3 separate regions of the Pan troglodytes genome follow, and regions 2 and 3 are each linked to region 1. The links are chromatin contacts, called in public capture Hi-C maps. All regions are on one chromosome and are shown on one strand. Each heading gives the region's core, a stretch centred on a gene start, on an enhancer-like site or on the middle of the called end of the contact. The rest is flanking DNA. Distances are from core to core; before and after follow the strand shown. Region 1 has its middle 16 kb from the start of IL12A. Region 2 has its middle 64 kb from the start of SCHIP1. Region 3 has its middle 21 kb from the start of SCHIP1.

Region 1 (5,055 bases), core at 1,847-4,346:
TTTGGGGGGCTGAGGCGGGCGGATCACCTGAGGTCAGGAGTTCGAGACCAGCCTGGCCAACATGGTGAAACCCTGTCTCTACTAAAAATACAAAAATTAGCCGGGTGTGGTGGTGTGCGCCTGTAGTCCCAGCTACTCAGCAGGCTGAGGCAGGGAATTGCTTGAACCCAGGAGGCAGAGGTTGCAGTGAGCTGAGATCGTGCCACTGCACTCCAGCCTGGGTGACAGAGGAAGACTCCGTCTCAAAAAATAAATAAATAAAAATAAAATTTAAAAAAAAGTCTCTAGTCTTTGAAAGAAACTTATTCACAATTATAAAAATAGAGTTAAAAAAATCGAAAATGCATATGCTTACTTAGTTCAAAATAATTATACATGTTCATAATGGGGAAAAATCCAAATTCATAAACCTTTTGATTTAGTTAACATAATTTAAATACCTGTGGTCTGAGTATATGTCTATGCTTCAGAAACAACGTGCCAATAAATATTCCACACCTAGGGGTGGGAAAGTGTTTTACTTCCCATTAGGTTGCAGATGTCTTAGAAACACACTCCTGCACCACAGCTTCAAGAAATCCAAATAATGACCTGATCTGCTGGTTTCCAAGCTACCCTGCCAGGAGCAAGTCAGAGGCCCTGCAGGGCTCCTCGGTAAGGCCTCGAAATCCCTCTCCCCTCAATGACCCCACCACAGCAGCTCCACTTTTGAATATTTTACCAGTGCGTGTTCCAGGTAAGATTTCCTTTCACAAAAGGTTTTCGTGGGTAAGGAAAAATGAAAACTGGCTGAATTACTCTAAGCCCCTCTCTCCAGTTGTTTTTATAATGGAACCACCTGTTGATTTCCAGGCTTGCTCGAAAAGAAAACACTGCTATAAATGCATAGAGCGTCTTCCCTTCTGAAAAGGAAACTTGCGCTAGAGGTTACAGAAAACAGCAAGAATGGGATTGCAAAGAATAAAGGTGGCTGACTAACTCTAGACTTCCTAACTGAGGACTTACATCAGGACTGGAACAAATTAGGTCTAAATCTACAGTGGGCTCCAGGGTGGAAATGGAGGTCTCACTTAAGAAGCAGGAGAAATCTCAAAACTCAGAGCCTAGAATTTAACCCCAGGGCCTCCGTGTTAGCATCAGCGGCTGCAGAGCCATGATCAGGACTTCTCAAATCCTGACATATAGACAGGGAGGCTGAGAACACCTGTCAACCAAAAACACATGATTCCAGCAGTGAATCCCTGGGATCAAGCTCTTCAGCAGGCAGTGTGCTGGTTCACCCTAAGAAGGACTTCCAGAAAACGGGTAGTGGCCTAGGCTGACTGCTGGAAACCAGATTCTCATGGGAACACATTAAAAATTCAGCAACTGCTGTGTTCTCTTTAGAGAATGGAGTGAAGCGTGCTTTCTCATGAAAAAGCAGCGGGAGGAAACTTTTCCCCTAAAGGAATACAGCAAAAGGACCAAATGAGAGTCATTATGTGCAGAAAAATCCTTTGTCAAGAGAAATGCACAAATGAGGAAGTATTAGGAATCTGCCTGGTTTTAAATAAAAACACACCTTCCCATCCTTGGAAGGGAGAAAACCATAATTATTCCTGTGGCAAAAGGGCTGTGGGGACAATGCAGGTTGTCCTGAACCTGTGTGAACACCTGGTGAATTGGTTTACCCTGGCTGGCACTCACTCAGCCTTGGCCCAGGAGCCAAAGAGCTGGGATCAAAACCAACTATTGCCAAAGAGCCAAAGGAATGACAACCAAGGAATAGGATGCTTTAAAACAGGACCTGTAAGTAAATAATACCAAGAAGAGCAGTGTCAAAAAGCAGACTTCCTTTTCTTCTCATCGTCCATGATTTATGAATTTATGGATCAAATAATGTAAAATATATCCAGAATATTAATCACCCACGACACTCATGATGCTGAAGTAGTGACAATATCTACACAGACCAAAAAAAAAAAAAAAAAAAAAAAACCATTTCACCAATTAGCAGGAGCCAATGAGACTCATTATTTCCTGAGGCAAGTCTTTTTCAAGAAAAGAAGACAGCTTTCCCTTGGTTCTGTGAAAGCTATCTCTGAGTAGCATTCTTCCCCGTGAAAAGTAAATAATTCCACCGTGAAAGTCCAAGAAAAGTAGTGTTTGGCCAGTTGTACTTCTCCAGGGGATGAGGAGCTCACCTTTGAGCTTGCATCCCAAATTGCTAGGTGGGAGAGAATTGCATTTGTTTCTAATCTCTTGAGGCTTCAGCACCCCAAGACTAGAGAGTAGAAAACCTCAGTGGTCCTCCAGGCAAAGTGGGCCCGGGGGTTCAGAACGCTCGCTCACCATGTCTGAAAAGCATGCAGACAGATCATAGTACTTTGACTTCTGATATAACCTTCTGGGGTGTTTACGTACTTTTTTTTTTTTGAGACGGAGCCTCGCTCTGTCATCAGGCTGGAGTGTGGTGGCATGATATCGGCTCACTGCAACTTCTGACTCCCTGGTTCAAGCGATTCTCCTGCCTCAGCCTCCTGAGTAGCTGGGATTACAGGCACATGCCACCATGCCCAGCTAATTTTTGTATTTTTAGTAGAGACGGGGTTTCACCATGTTGGCCAGGATGGTCTTGATCTCCTGACCTCGTGGTCTGCCCGCCTCGGCCTTCCAAAGTGCTGGGATTACAGGCATGAGCCACCGCGCCCGGCCAGGAATAAAAAAATCTAAATAGAATTTTAAATAAAAACTCTCTCTGAATTACTGAGGATTCTTAGAAAAAAAAACACTATATTCGTTGTAGTAACAACATATAATAATCAAAGTCTTGAATTGATTTGAGCTCAGTTATGACAATGTGCTACATCCATCCACACACATACAAAATGAGAAGTGCTTGAAAACCAAGACAAGGAACCCTGTGGTTTTCTGGATCAACACCAGGAACGATCCCCTCCAGCCCTCCCTGGGCTCTGCTTTCTCCCTTGCCCTCTTTGCTGGTTGAATATTGCTGGCGCCACCCAGTGGCCCCCATGACCCCTGCTTCAGTGCCACAGAAGGCCCAGAAGGCTCAATGCTACCAGCCCTGCCTTAAGTACCAGGGTGACATGACTGCTCCCTTACTGAGGCAGACCACCTGCCTGGATCTTGACATGCATGGTCTCCTTTCATTCTCCCCACAGCCCAGGACATAGGAGGGTCTGAACCCACTTCACAGATGGGAACAGAGAGGCTTCAAGTTAGGTTGAGACTTTACTTACAGTCCCAAAGCTAGGGCAGCACTGGGGCTGGGCTTCCAACCCTTCCTCTGACTCAGCTGCACACACCATCCTTACTAAGAGGACAGCAGCCCCTTGCTTGCTTTTGCATTTGCATTAACTCTCTGAACCCAAGCTTATAAATAACCAAGCCACATGTTCTATAGCTATTCCCAAAGACACAGCTTGATTCCAGACAAATAACTAAGATAATTTTCTGCTCACCTTCCAACACATCTTGGACTTCAAGAGAGATGATGTCTTTCAAGCACTTACATAAATTCTGGGCTGTGGCAAGGCTCTGATCCTTTTCTTGCCACTTCTTCAGCACCCTAAACTTGCAGATGGTAACATCTTCTGCCCTCTTCCAGATATCATCAGTTTTGATAACTCCAACTCCAGATTGGCAGTGGCAGGTTTTGTTTTGTTTTGTTTTGTTTGCAATGGCACAATCTCAGCTCACTACAACCTCCGCCTCCCGGGTTCAAGCGATTCTCCTGCCTCAACCTCCCAAATAGCTAGGATTACAGGCGCCTGCCACCATGCCCAGCTAATTTTTGTATTTTTAGTAGAGACAGGGTTTCGCCATATTGGCCAGGCTGGCCTCGAACTCCTGACCTCATGATCCGCCCGCCTTGGCCTTCCAAAATGCTGGGATTACAGGAGTGAGCCACCGCACCCAGCTGGCAGTGGCAGTTTTTATCCACTCTTTCCTCAAGTCGCCAGCAAGGGTAATCAAAAAACTGAGTAACTGTTAAGGGGGTTTCGTCTTTGCTTCATCTAAACACAGATGATGAATTCAGTAGTTCCTCTGAACATTTCAATCATTAATAGATACTTACAATGAAAATATACTCTCCTTATTAAAAAAGTATAGCATTAATTGTTACTTCTCTCACTTTTAAAATATATTTAAATGCTCCCCAATCACTGTTTTCCAACCAATTTTAAGGACAAAATGGTACCATTTCATATAACATACCACTGTTAGAGTATAATGTTCATTCACAGTGATAGTTCCAATAATAAGACTGTTTTGAAGACAGCACAAATTAGGTTGGAATTTTGAAAAATTCAGACACCAAAAATAATTCAAGTGGCTTAAAAAGAGAAACATACAGCTTTGGTCTTACACACCTGTCTTTATCTAAATGTTAGTGGCACACCAAGACACTTAGTGACCTCAGTGACCACTAAGGAGAAAAGCAAGAGATCTGAGCTCTGATCTCCATTATGCCACTTCCTGGTTTTAGGGGGAAATGCACATTTCAAAAAAAAGCCTCATGGGATGGTAATATCTGTTTTATATCTGATTTGTAATGTCTGCTAATTTCTTAGAAAGTGTCATACACTTAGAAGGTGTGATTTTTGTGAAATATACATTTGGTCTTCCTTATCTTTTCCTGGCATAAAGCTCCTAAAATCCTTGGAATCTAATGAGTGTTTAGAGTGTATACGCTAATTATATAGCATAATTATATATTAGCATATAAAGGAGTGTATGCTAACTATATTACTAGATAGCATGTATAATATAGCATGTAATTATAGATATATATATTATATTATTATATAACATAATAACATATACTATATAATTAGCATATAATCCTTTATATGTTAATGAGGTGACTGGTAGCTGAGGGCCCCTGGATAGCTTCAGGTTGGGAGTGTGTCACAGTAAAAACCAAGGCTGGATTGGAAAGTTAGGATTTTCAGCTCCACCCCATAACCAGCAGATAGGGAGGAGGCTGAAAATGGAGTCGATCACCAACGGCCAGTGATGTAATCAATCATGCCTACAAATTAAAGCTTC
Region 2 (5,055 bases), core at 1,804-4,303, 230 kb before region 1:
CTTTCTTATTAGTGCTAAAGTAGTAATTCCAGGTCCTTTCTTAAAAGCTTATCCAAATGCTGTGATATTGCATTTGCATTTTATTTATTTATTTATTTTTTGAGACGGAATCTTGCTCTGTCACCTAGGCTGGAGTACAGTGGCGCAATCTCAGCTCACTGCAAACTCCGCCTCCCGGGTTCAAGTGATTCTCCTGCCTCAGCCTCCTGAGTAGCTGGGACTACAGGTGCCAGCCACCATGCCCGGCTAATTTTTGTATTTTTACTAGAGACGGGATTTCACTCTGTTGGCCAGGCTAGTCTCAAACTCCTGTCCTCAAGTGATCCGCCTGCCTCAGCCTCCCAAAGTGCTGGGATTACAGGCGTGAGCCACTGCGCCCGGCCTACATTTGCATTTTAAAATAGAAATTTGTTTTTATTTCTGGACCTCTGTCGCTGAAGAGATGAATGGTCTTGTTTTCTTACTTTTGAAAATCGGTCCTTAGTGTTTTAATGAAAAGGGCGTTTGCGGGTGCTTTTCCTTAGTTGCTTGATGCTCCCTGTGCTCTCAGCACAAATGCACTTTCTGCTGTCACAGGGAGACTATTTTGCACTAAACCTTTGTAGAAATTCAAGTGTCAATTGTGAAATTGAGCATTTTCAATAGAAGGGTAATAGGATTTTAGAGATAGACAGGGATTCTGGGAGATCATCTCATCAAATGCTATTTTCAAAGGAGGAAACTGAGGTCTGTGAAGATTACACATCTTCACCCAATTTCCTCAGCCCAAGCCTGACCCAGCCTCAAGTCACCCGACTCCTAATTCCCACTTTTAATGACCTGTGCCCCCACTTCAGTGCTTCAGCAGATGCCACCTTTTTAAATTGTTTTTTTTTCTTTTAAAAATGAATGGGTGTTCCCCAAATTTAATTTGGAGTACAGATCCAGTTTCATAATTTAAGAGCTTCCAAAACTGGAAGTAGATTCTAATTTTTATCATTTGATAGAAAAGATTTCATTTTGTTGATTTTTTTCTTTTTTTAAACCTATGTTGTCAGAACAATTGTAAAATTGCTTTCTTCCTTTTAAACTTCAGCTCATCACTGTGTATATTTCTAGCAACAGAACAGTGCTCTCCCTGGATGATAGAAAGCTAGCGGAGAGAAGATCTCTGTGTGGCTCACCCCACAAGTGAAGACAGATTTTGTTCTATCTAAAGAGTACCCTCCAAAAGGAGAAATAACAAAACCAAGAAAAGGCTAGTAGGAAAAGTATTTGTGGGGTTCAGAAGCAGCCCATAAAATAGTCTAGATTAAGATGCCTGGCGTAGTTAGAATATGTGTGAGAACTTCTTATTCTGACTTGTATGCCACTTACTTGTACTTAGAATTTAAAAGGCTTGCTGATTTGTAGTGTTTTTGAGTGTTCCTTGGTGAGAGCAAGAAATAGAAAAATGAATATAAGGACAGGGAAATACATTTGGATTTTTATTTGTGTATTTCCCCAGTTAAATTTGTAGGGCTGAACTGTCCTTAATTATTTGTTTCATATCCAGGATAGTTGTAATACTCATTCTCCTTCACTTACCAAGTCTCTCTTAAAATCTGCAAGAGCTCTCCTTGTTTCTCAGATGGTCTTGCTTCTTTTTGTTGTCTGTGTGTTTGTTTTGTCTTAGTTTTGGCTACTACTTCCTTTTTGTGAATAATTATCTTCCTGTCTTCTGAAAATGGAAGATAAAAAAATAATAAAATAAAAAGTAATTGTTGCCCTTTATATATATCTGTTAAATAATTATGTCAAGCATGTTCTCCACTGATCCTTATCACTTGTCTTTATCTGTTCTCATTTATGCATATACTTAATCTAATTTTTTCTCTCCACTGACCGATTTTTCAATATTTGCATCATTTTATGTTATTTTCATTTTTTCCCTACTCTTGTGGTGTATTTCCCATAAAGTGTAGGTAGTTCAAAAGATGATGTTTAGGCTAGGAAAAGCCCAGGTGGTAGGAATGATCCCAACCAGTGTTTTGTTCAGCCCCAGGTTGACAGTTTTTTAAAAGGTACTTGTAAACCCATTTTTTTGCTTCCTCTAACCAATATGAGGTTGTATTAAAGCCAAACTTACTGAAAGCTAAAGTTACCAACTTTCTTAGTCTGATTTTGTGTATCAGGTTTTCCGATTATTGCCACTTGTATCTGTACATTTTACTGATGCCTCTGTATCTCCACCCAAACATTTCATATTTATGTGTAATCAAATAACCTCTTTGGCTTATCCATCATCAGCAATATCACATTAATCATTTTTTTTTCTTTTTTTTTCTTCCATTTCTCAGAGTCTCTTCTTAGTATTTATGGTTCATGAAAGTGACTGGGCATCTTTCTTCCTTGGGATATTAGCATAGTAGACCCAAACAAAAAGCTTCAATTTTTATGGATTCCAAGAAGCAGTGCATTAGTCTGCAGCTGATTTCTGCAAATTCATCAATTCAAGAGGGTTTTATTGCCCATGTCTGAGATGATTGATCTCTTCAAAACTCTGCCATATAGAAATAAATGTCTTAGTTATTCACAGAGTTAGTTTTTTGTTTTTGTTTTACAAAGTATTACAAAAAGCTTCTATCAGGAAAGTGTGTAGGGGTTGGGCTTTTCCAGGTGCAGAGGCAGGTGATTCTCCATTTGCCACAGGTTGATGGAGCTGCTTTTCAGGATGCTTGGGAAAGGGCAGAAACCCTCTGCAGCCTCCCAGCCAGGCCTGCAGACAGCAGATGGTCTGTCTGTGCCTCCCTGGGCATACCCCAGCTGATTGGGTCATGCTGCTGCCCCTCAGCAGCACACACCCCTTGCTTCCTCCTCTGAGATCTCCCCACTGTGGTCCTCAGCCTGCCTGTTTCGCCTTTCTCTCCTGTGCAGGTTACCAATTCAAAGTCCCTAAGAAAGTGGCTCATCTAGCACAGGGTGCCTCTGGTGGCCAGGACCCCCTGCCAGGCCCACTCTTGTACTGTTTGATGTTGGCGAGATGAGGGCAGGCACTCCCTAGCCACCCAGCTGTGCCAGGGTTGGCCTGCTCACACGTGGGTTGTAGGCGTGCCTGGAACAAAACAATTGGTAAGTCCTGGCAGCTCCTAAATGAATGTAACTTGATTCTGCTTCCTTCTTGGTTTGCCATATATGGAGAGAACTTTGCTTTCTGAAAAAGTTTAAAGGGAATGAGGTAATTTCCTCATAATTCCTAAGATCTCCGGCAGTGTTGTAAATTTAGATTTGAGGTTAGAGTACTAAAAAATAAAAACAAAAGCAGAAAAGCTGCTGTGCTCTGAAAAGCCAGGGTGTTTTTAATGTCAAGTCCAGCAGCATAATAGCTTTTACCTCTTTTCCCCACCTAAAGAAAGATTAGTGTTAAACTTATTTCCAAAATAAAAGGAGTCTGAACATCTAGGAAACTGGTACAGTATCATCTTAGAAAAGAACCTAAAGGCTAATCTACACTCATAAAAATAACATGTTTTCAAATAGTTTCAGAACCAATTCAGTCGCCTGTTTTTCTCTTCATGACACCAGTAGCTAAAAATTACCCTACTTAATGAAAATTGCAGACAATTTTTTTTCTTTATGCAGTCTTACATAATTTTTGGTCCATTTTGACCTAGTCTGACATTTTATTTTGAACAACTACATCTTAAGTGTTCTGTCTTTTTTTTTTTTGGAAGATTTATTGTGAAGAGCGAAAGAACAAAGCTTCCACAGTGTGGAAGGGGACCCGAGTGGGTTGCCCAGTGCTCTGTCCTTTTTGTTTCCACTCTAAAATTGGTTTGGCAAGGAGTAAGAGAGTAGACCACTGGCATTTTATTTTTGAACACTCGAATTGTATAACCAGTAATCTGTTAGAGTTGTTATCCATCTTACAGTGACCCCATCATCTGACCCAAATAGCGTTTAAAATAAGAGCTCATTCTAGAAGAACAACTTTAGGCAGCAGTAACTTTAAAACATTTTGAATACCTGCTCTACTGTGGTATAGTGATCTAAATATTAGATTTATTTTTCTTGTGTCTCATATAGAAACTCTAAACAAAGCAGATGAACAGTTGTGTCTGTACTAACACGTGACTAAAACCCCTATAGAGTTCCAGTGTGCTGAAAGCCAAATTAAAGCTCTCTTTGTTTAGTAAACAATCACACTGGGAATGAGAATATTAGAGCCAAGAGGGAGTCCAGAGCAAGGGTGGTAAACTCGGATGCTTCCAGAGGTCACATAGATAACCCATTGGAGCAGTGGGCCCAGTGGGAGAGGACCATGGTGTCCTGGAAGGTATGTCCCAAGGGTAAAGGGGCAGCTGCTGTCACTTGCTACCTGACTTCGTGCCATGCCTGAACATGATATCAGTGTTCTGATGTGTCAGGAGAAGCCCAACATCCAAGCCTGAGATGTTATGAGAACTATCTTGACTATTACATATTGGCAAACAACTTTAAACATACATATACATTTGTGAGACTAACAAATATCTGCTGTCCAGAATACTGCCCCTAGGCTACCAGTTACCCATCTTGCTCCTAATCCAACCTCCTCACTTTTCATATGAGAAAACGGAGATCCAAAGAGGCTAAATGTCTTACCTGAAATGAGGATAAGTTGGGGCAAGGTGGGACCATTTGCCAAGAGGTCTGGTGAGATTGTAGAAGTAAGGAATCTTAAGGAGGAAAACCCATGAAGGAGTGTTGCTCTTATTTACTGACACCAGAGTAGCTTTTTTTTCTCCTTTCAATGCTTAAAATAATGAGAAATAATAACATCCAAAGGAAAAAAATAAGACCCACTACACACCTCTATTTCACTTAATTTTTATACACATCCCATTACTTAGCATTTACTTTTCTCTTTCATCTTCAAAGCAGTTCAAAAATTGATTTGTTATTTGTAGTCAGGGAACTGTGTCATGATTTATTTTTTATTATTTATTAATAATAAAAAGGGAAGAACTCCTTAAGAACAGAGTATCTGAAATATAAACACACACACATATGTGGCCTCAGCTGTTTCATCTGCTAGAAATTCATCTGAGACCATTT
Region 3 (5,055 bases), core at 787-3,286, 190 kb before region 1:
TTTGTTGCCCAGGCTGGTCTCAAACTCTTGGCTTCAAGTGATCCTCCTGCCTCAGCCTCCCAAAGTGCTGGGATTACAGAGGGGAGCCAGCCCAGCCTCTGCCTCTGATCCTGTACTCTTTAAGCTCCTCCCCTAATCTACCTACCTGACTGCCTATTCAAGTGTGTCTCATTCTCAAACACTGTAATGACTTCCTCAGGGTAAAGCCTAACATAAATTCAGCATTACATAACTCCTGTATCAGCCCTGCTGACCTCTGGTCTCATTTCTTACCACTCCCTTGTACTCTAACAAAACCAGTCTGCTGACCTGCCTAACTCATGCTGTCTCTAGCTTCCATGCCTTTGTTTTTGTGGTACCCTTTGCCTGAAATGTTTTGTCCACTCTATCTCTTTCTTGCTCAGTTAATTCCTACTCATCACTGAAACGCAGAGCTCAGACATCACCCACTCCAGAAAATCTTTCCTGACCCCCAGGCTTGATTAGAGCCCTAACCAATTATATATATTGTGCTATAAATAAATAATATAAATATGATATATAGTATAATTCTTTGTTTATGTGTCTATCTTTGCCTTAAGGCTGGGACTGTGTCTTATCTCTGTATTCCTTGAGCCTGTTACCATGCCTGCATTTATCTCAAGCGCTTAATAAATATGCGTGGATTAAATGAAGGAATTAAATACCTAATGATGAATAAAACTAAGCTAATAGTGACCCATCAACATCAGAAATATAACCAATACTTAGGTAAAGAATTTTCTTTTGCAGACTAAGAATGATTGCTTTGCGTGGCTGGTGAAGTCTGAAGGAGAAAAGCAAGCAATGGGGTGGGGTGGCGGGCTGCGGGTGGCGGGGTCGAGGAGAGGTGCATTGTCAATGACAGCAGCACTGAGCAGATTCTAATGACTTCAGTGTGGTACAAAGCAACCTGGACACTGAATTGCATCTGGTTTCCAATGAAAGAGAACCACTTAGAGTGCTTAGCTGGGTTTAAAGCAGTTTCCTCACTTTTGTGTGGCCACTCTGGGTGTTTGCCCGTATCTGTACCTCTGTAGCTGACTTTTTAAAATGCCTGAACTTTGGCTTGTTTTTCTTCATGGATTACTAAAAAAAAAGAATACTTTCTTCTACTAATTAGATTAGATTAAAGTTAACCCATGGGACCCTTTGGCAAAGTACTGACTAGATTAATACTTCTTTTCAGCTAGAGTTTTTGTTTTGTTTTGTTTTGTTTTGTTTCTGACAACAGAGAAGGAATGGAGTGTAACCTGTTACCTTCTGGTGAAATTCCTCATTGTGCTTTTGTCACTGTATTCTTACTGTGTGCAAGACCCGCCAGTCACAGGCTCTAAGTCTAAGCCTTGGTTTGAACAGCCTTGGGAATAAAGTAGGTTTCCCAGACCCTCCCTAGGGCCCTCATTGTTTTGATTTTCCTTTTTACACATATCCACCTACAGTGTGCTACAGCCCAAAACCCAAACTTAAAAATAAACATGCAGTCCCCTTTTATTTATCCAATGGTGAGACAGGCCATCAGCAGCTGCAGTAGACTGAAGCCTAGAGGTAGACCCTCAAGTCAGACAACAGCCCTCTCCGCAATAATCAGCCAAGGAGTGTTCACAAAGCCAGCATATCTTACACCCAAGCAGGACAGGAGTGTGGATCGAGGAGTAAGCTGCTGTGGTGTGGAAATTTCATGCATCCTCAAATGATGTAGATGAAGAAGGCATTTTACACCAAAGTAGCACCTTCTATGCTCTTATCGTATGGCCCCAGAGTGCTGTGCCTAATGCTAAAGTTCTGGGGAGAGAAAGTGGTTGAAAAGCTGTAAACAAATAGTTGGGTAGACTTTAAAGTGGGGACAATAACACTCTGAGATTCAAAGTAGAAAAGAGCAGGCAAAGTGCAGCATTGATCACTTGGAAACCTCCTGACATTTTGTCACCAGCTTCTCTCCTCTACCTCCCCTCTGAGGATTTACTAATCACCTCAGCTTTGTGTCATCCTCCCCAGGAAGGGGCAGTGTGGAGCCGTGGTAGAGCACTGCCTGGGAATCTGCAGGGCCAGTGGGGCCACCTGCCCGCAGCAGAGCCTTTGTGTGACCGTAGGGAAGCCTGGGGCAGGGAACCACTGCCCCTGCCACCAGCATGCTGTCTGTCATCAGCACCAGGAGCTGTGCCAGGGGCTTTGCAATCCTGATCTTATGCAGCCTTCATACTGCAAGCAGCACTTGCTGGAGCAGCCTGTCCAAGGTCACAGAGCAAAGGTCAGCTGTGTCCAGCATGGAGGCCCTGCTCTAGTCCGTGGTCATATCACAGGTCCTTTTCCTTTTTGACAGCATTTGGCTTTTGTAGATTAACAAAATTATATATTCCAAGTTCTTAATTTTAATTGAAAAAAAATTAACTGTGTGGTCCTTACCCTCTGTCTTAGTTGTCTATTGCTGTATAAATAATAGTTTACTACAGTTTAAAAAAACAGACATTTACTATCTCACAATTTCTGATCATCAGGAATCCCAGAGCTGCTTAGCTGGTGTTTGTGGCACAGAATTTCTCATGACACTTTAGGCAGAATGTGCATTGGGGCTGCAGTCATCTGAAAGCTTGACTGGAGCTGCTGGAGGGTCCTCCTCATTCACATGACTGGAGGCTGGAGCCCTCAATTCCTCACCACGTGGCCCTCTCCATGGGCTGTTTGTGTGTTTTCATGACATGGCAGATAACTTCCCCCAGTGCTGGTGATCAGAGAGAAAGAAAGAGTGTGGGAGCTTGGGGGAGAGAGAGAGAGGAAGAAAGAGATGGATGGATGAAGCTGCTGTGCGTCTTTTGACCTAGCCTCTGTGGTAGCAGGTATGTCACTTCTGCTTTTTGTTTCTGTAGAATAAAGTCACTATATCCAGCCCACACTTAAGGGAATTAAGCTCTCCTTTTCAAGGGAAGAATATCAAAGAATTTAGGGACGTATTTTAAAACCACCTACCTTCCCCAACCCATATATGTAAATCTTCTGAGGCAAAAAACAAAACAAAACAAAAACAGAAAGAAAAAAGCCCAGCATCACTACTAAAAGTAAATGGCACTGCTCTTTATCTGCTTGACTGTCACTTGCATGTTCCGGTCACCAGTGGCTCCAGTTAAAAAAACATTTCCCCTTCCCTAAACTGCTTCATAAGGAATGTTTTCATAGCAGAGAAATCTTTACTTTTCAAAGGAATTTATGGGGACTGGAAAGTGTAGAGATAATAATAGTTTGTCCTCTTGATTCAGCCCTGACTCTAGACCAGGCAGTGTATCTAGGACTGACTTCCATTCTTTGTACTGCAGGCCAGTAGCCTAAGGGAAGCCACCAGGTGGCTGAGCTGGTGCCTGGGGCCTTCCACAGATTCTTCTGCAGGTGCTTCCATCTTCCTGTCACCCTTAGGTGAGGCGTAGCCCTCAGAGGATGAGGGTTAGCCCCCAGCTCATTCCTGCATGATATTCCCAGCCACAGGCCAGATGGCTCAGGTAACCAGATCCTGGGAGCCATGTCTCCCAGAGCCAGTTGATCTTGGTTGGGATTGGCCAGATATTTCTGGCAGTTTTTTGGGGGGATCACATAGACTTGAATGAAAGCTGTACAAGGTTACAAGGCTCACACACCTGGCAACCAGGAGAACTCTGCTGTTGGCTCTTCCCACCCCTCTGACCAAACTCCTGATGAACATTCTGAAAAAAAGACTTCTATGGCCCCAAAAGAGCAACCCTAAAGTTAATTCTGTAGTTTAAAGTGATTTGGGGGGTAAAGGAGCAGAACCAATTCTAGAATAAAGGTGTTTTTACAACCCACCTCCAGCCCCCACAACCCTACCTTAATCAAAATAAGTATTAGGAACTTATTCCACTTAAGGATAAATCAGACACTAAGCCTAAACACTTGAAATTATAATTTCTTCCTGTGAGATGAAATGATTAAAATTTCTACAAATTATGATTACACACAGGTCCTTAAAGAAAAATATATATGTATGTATTTTCAAATGAGTTTATCAATATGGTATAGAATACTTTAAAATATTTAACTTTCAGTCTGTCTGAAATGAAATGAATTTTAGTTTATAGGAGTGGGAAGTAAAGTAACTGAAATCTGAAGAAAAGTAAGAAAAGAAGATTGTGGGTGCAAGAGTGTTAGGAGGTCAGGGTTGAGAGAGATCAGTAGTTTATTTTTTAGGCATGATACCTTTAAGATACTTGTTAAATATGCAAGTGGAAATGAGCAGTAGGTGGTTGGATAAAGGAGTCTGGAGTTCAGAAGAAGGTCTAGGCTAGAGGTACAAGTGACTAGCCAAGAAAATGGATGACCTTACCCAGAAAGTGAGTTTAGATTGAGAAGAACTCTAAGGACTAATCCTTGGATATTGTAGTGTAGTGTTATACAATAGAACTTTCTTCCAAGATGGAAATGTTCTCTACCGTCACTGTCCAGTACAACAGCCACTAGACACATGTGGCTGTTGAGCACTTAAAACATGGCTAGTGCAACTGGGAAACTGAATTTTTAATTTTATTCAGTTTAAATAGCCACATGTAGTTAGTGACTACAGCTCCAGTGGGTAAAAGTAGAAGAAATGGGGGATGAGCAAAGGAGAAGCCTTTAATGAAGGAAAAGAACCAGAGGAGAACGTTGTCTTAGAAGCCAGCTATGTTGAACGTTGCTCATAGATCTAGTTGAGGAAGATTTAGGATGGTGTAGCATGGTGAAGACAAAAGCCTGATTGGAAAGTGTTCAAAGGAGAATAAAGGGGAGAGAGAAATTGTAGACAGCAAGTCTGGACAAGTCTTTCAAGGAGTTTTGTGGTTGTCTAGGAGAGTGTGGGAGTAAACAGACAGGGAAAATGTAGAGAGGGCCAGGCAGTGCCGAGGGCGCGCTTGAGGTTAGTGGTCATGAATTTAAATGAGACCAGTTAGTGTGATCATACAGTCATTCCCCCTTATCCACCAAGGCACATTCCACCACCCCCAGTGGATGCCTGAAACCATGGATAGTACTGAACGCAATTGCCATCAACTGAAA

What was found. Capture Hi-C pulls out chosen DNA fragments and counts their contacts.
Region 2: a contact with region 1 is called in a capture Hi-C map of stem cell-derived neural stem cells, with 3 times the contacts expected there. The contact joins two enhancer-like sites. A contact is called at or near these places in 1 of 1 datasets of contacts at active chromatin or transcription factors (stem cell-derived excitatory neurons) and 1 of 1 other capture datasets (stem cell-derived neural stem cells).
Region 3: a capture Hi-C map of stem cell-derived neural stem cells shows a contact between it and region 1, with 4 times the contacts expected there. The contact joins two enhancer-like sites. A contact is called at or near these places in 4 of 7 Hi-C or Micro-C datasets (blood, induced pluripotent stem cells and stem cell-derived neural progenitor cells) and 1 of 1 other capture datasets (stem cell-derived neural stem cells).

What each region holds. Positions count from the first base shown.
Region 1 is chr2:163,179,110-163,184,164 of NHGRI_mPanTro3-v2.0_pri, forward strand. No RefSeq gene overlaps it. Among named protein-coding and RNA genes, the nearest start is that of IL12A, 16 kb to the left of the region's middle. Within about 2 kb of position 3,097, at least 2 of the 24 cell types and tissues checked have an H3K27ac peak or open chromatin away from gene starts, as enhancers often do. A contact at or near this core is called in stem cell-derived neural stem cells, where this site is marked.
Region 2 is chr2:162,950,853-162,955,907 of NHGRI_mPanTro3-v2.0_pri, forward strand. It overlaps a transcript of SCHIP1 not described here. Among named protein-coding and RNA genes, the nearest start is that of SCHIP1, 64 kb to the right of the region's middle. Within about 2 kb of position 3,054, at least 13 of the 24 cell types and tissues checked have an H3K27ac peak or open chromatin away from gene starts, as enhancers often do. A contact at or near this core is called in stem cell-derived neural stem cells, where this site is marked.
Region 3 is chr2:162,994,540-162,999,594 of NHGRI_mPanTro3-v2.0_pri, forward strand. It overlaps a transcript of SCHIP1 not described here. Among named protein-coding and RNA genes, the nearest start is that of SCHIP1, 21 kb to the right of the region's middle. Within about 2 kb of position 2,037, at least 3 of the 24 cell types and tissues checked have an H3K27ac peak or open chromatin away from gene starts, as enhancers often do. A contact at or near this core is called in stem cell-derived neural stem cells, where this site is marked.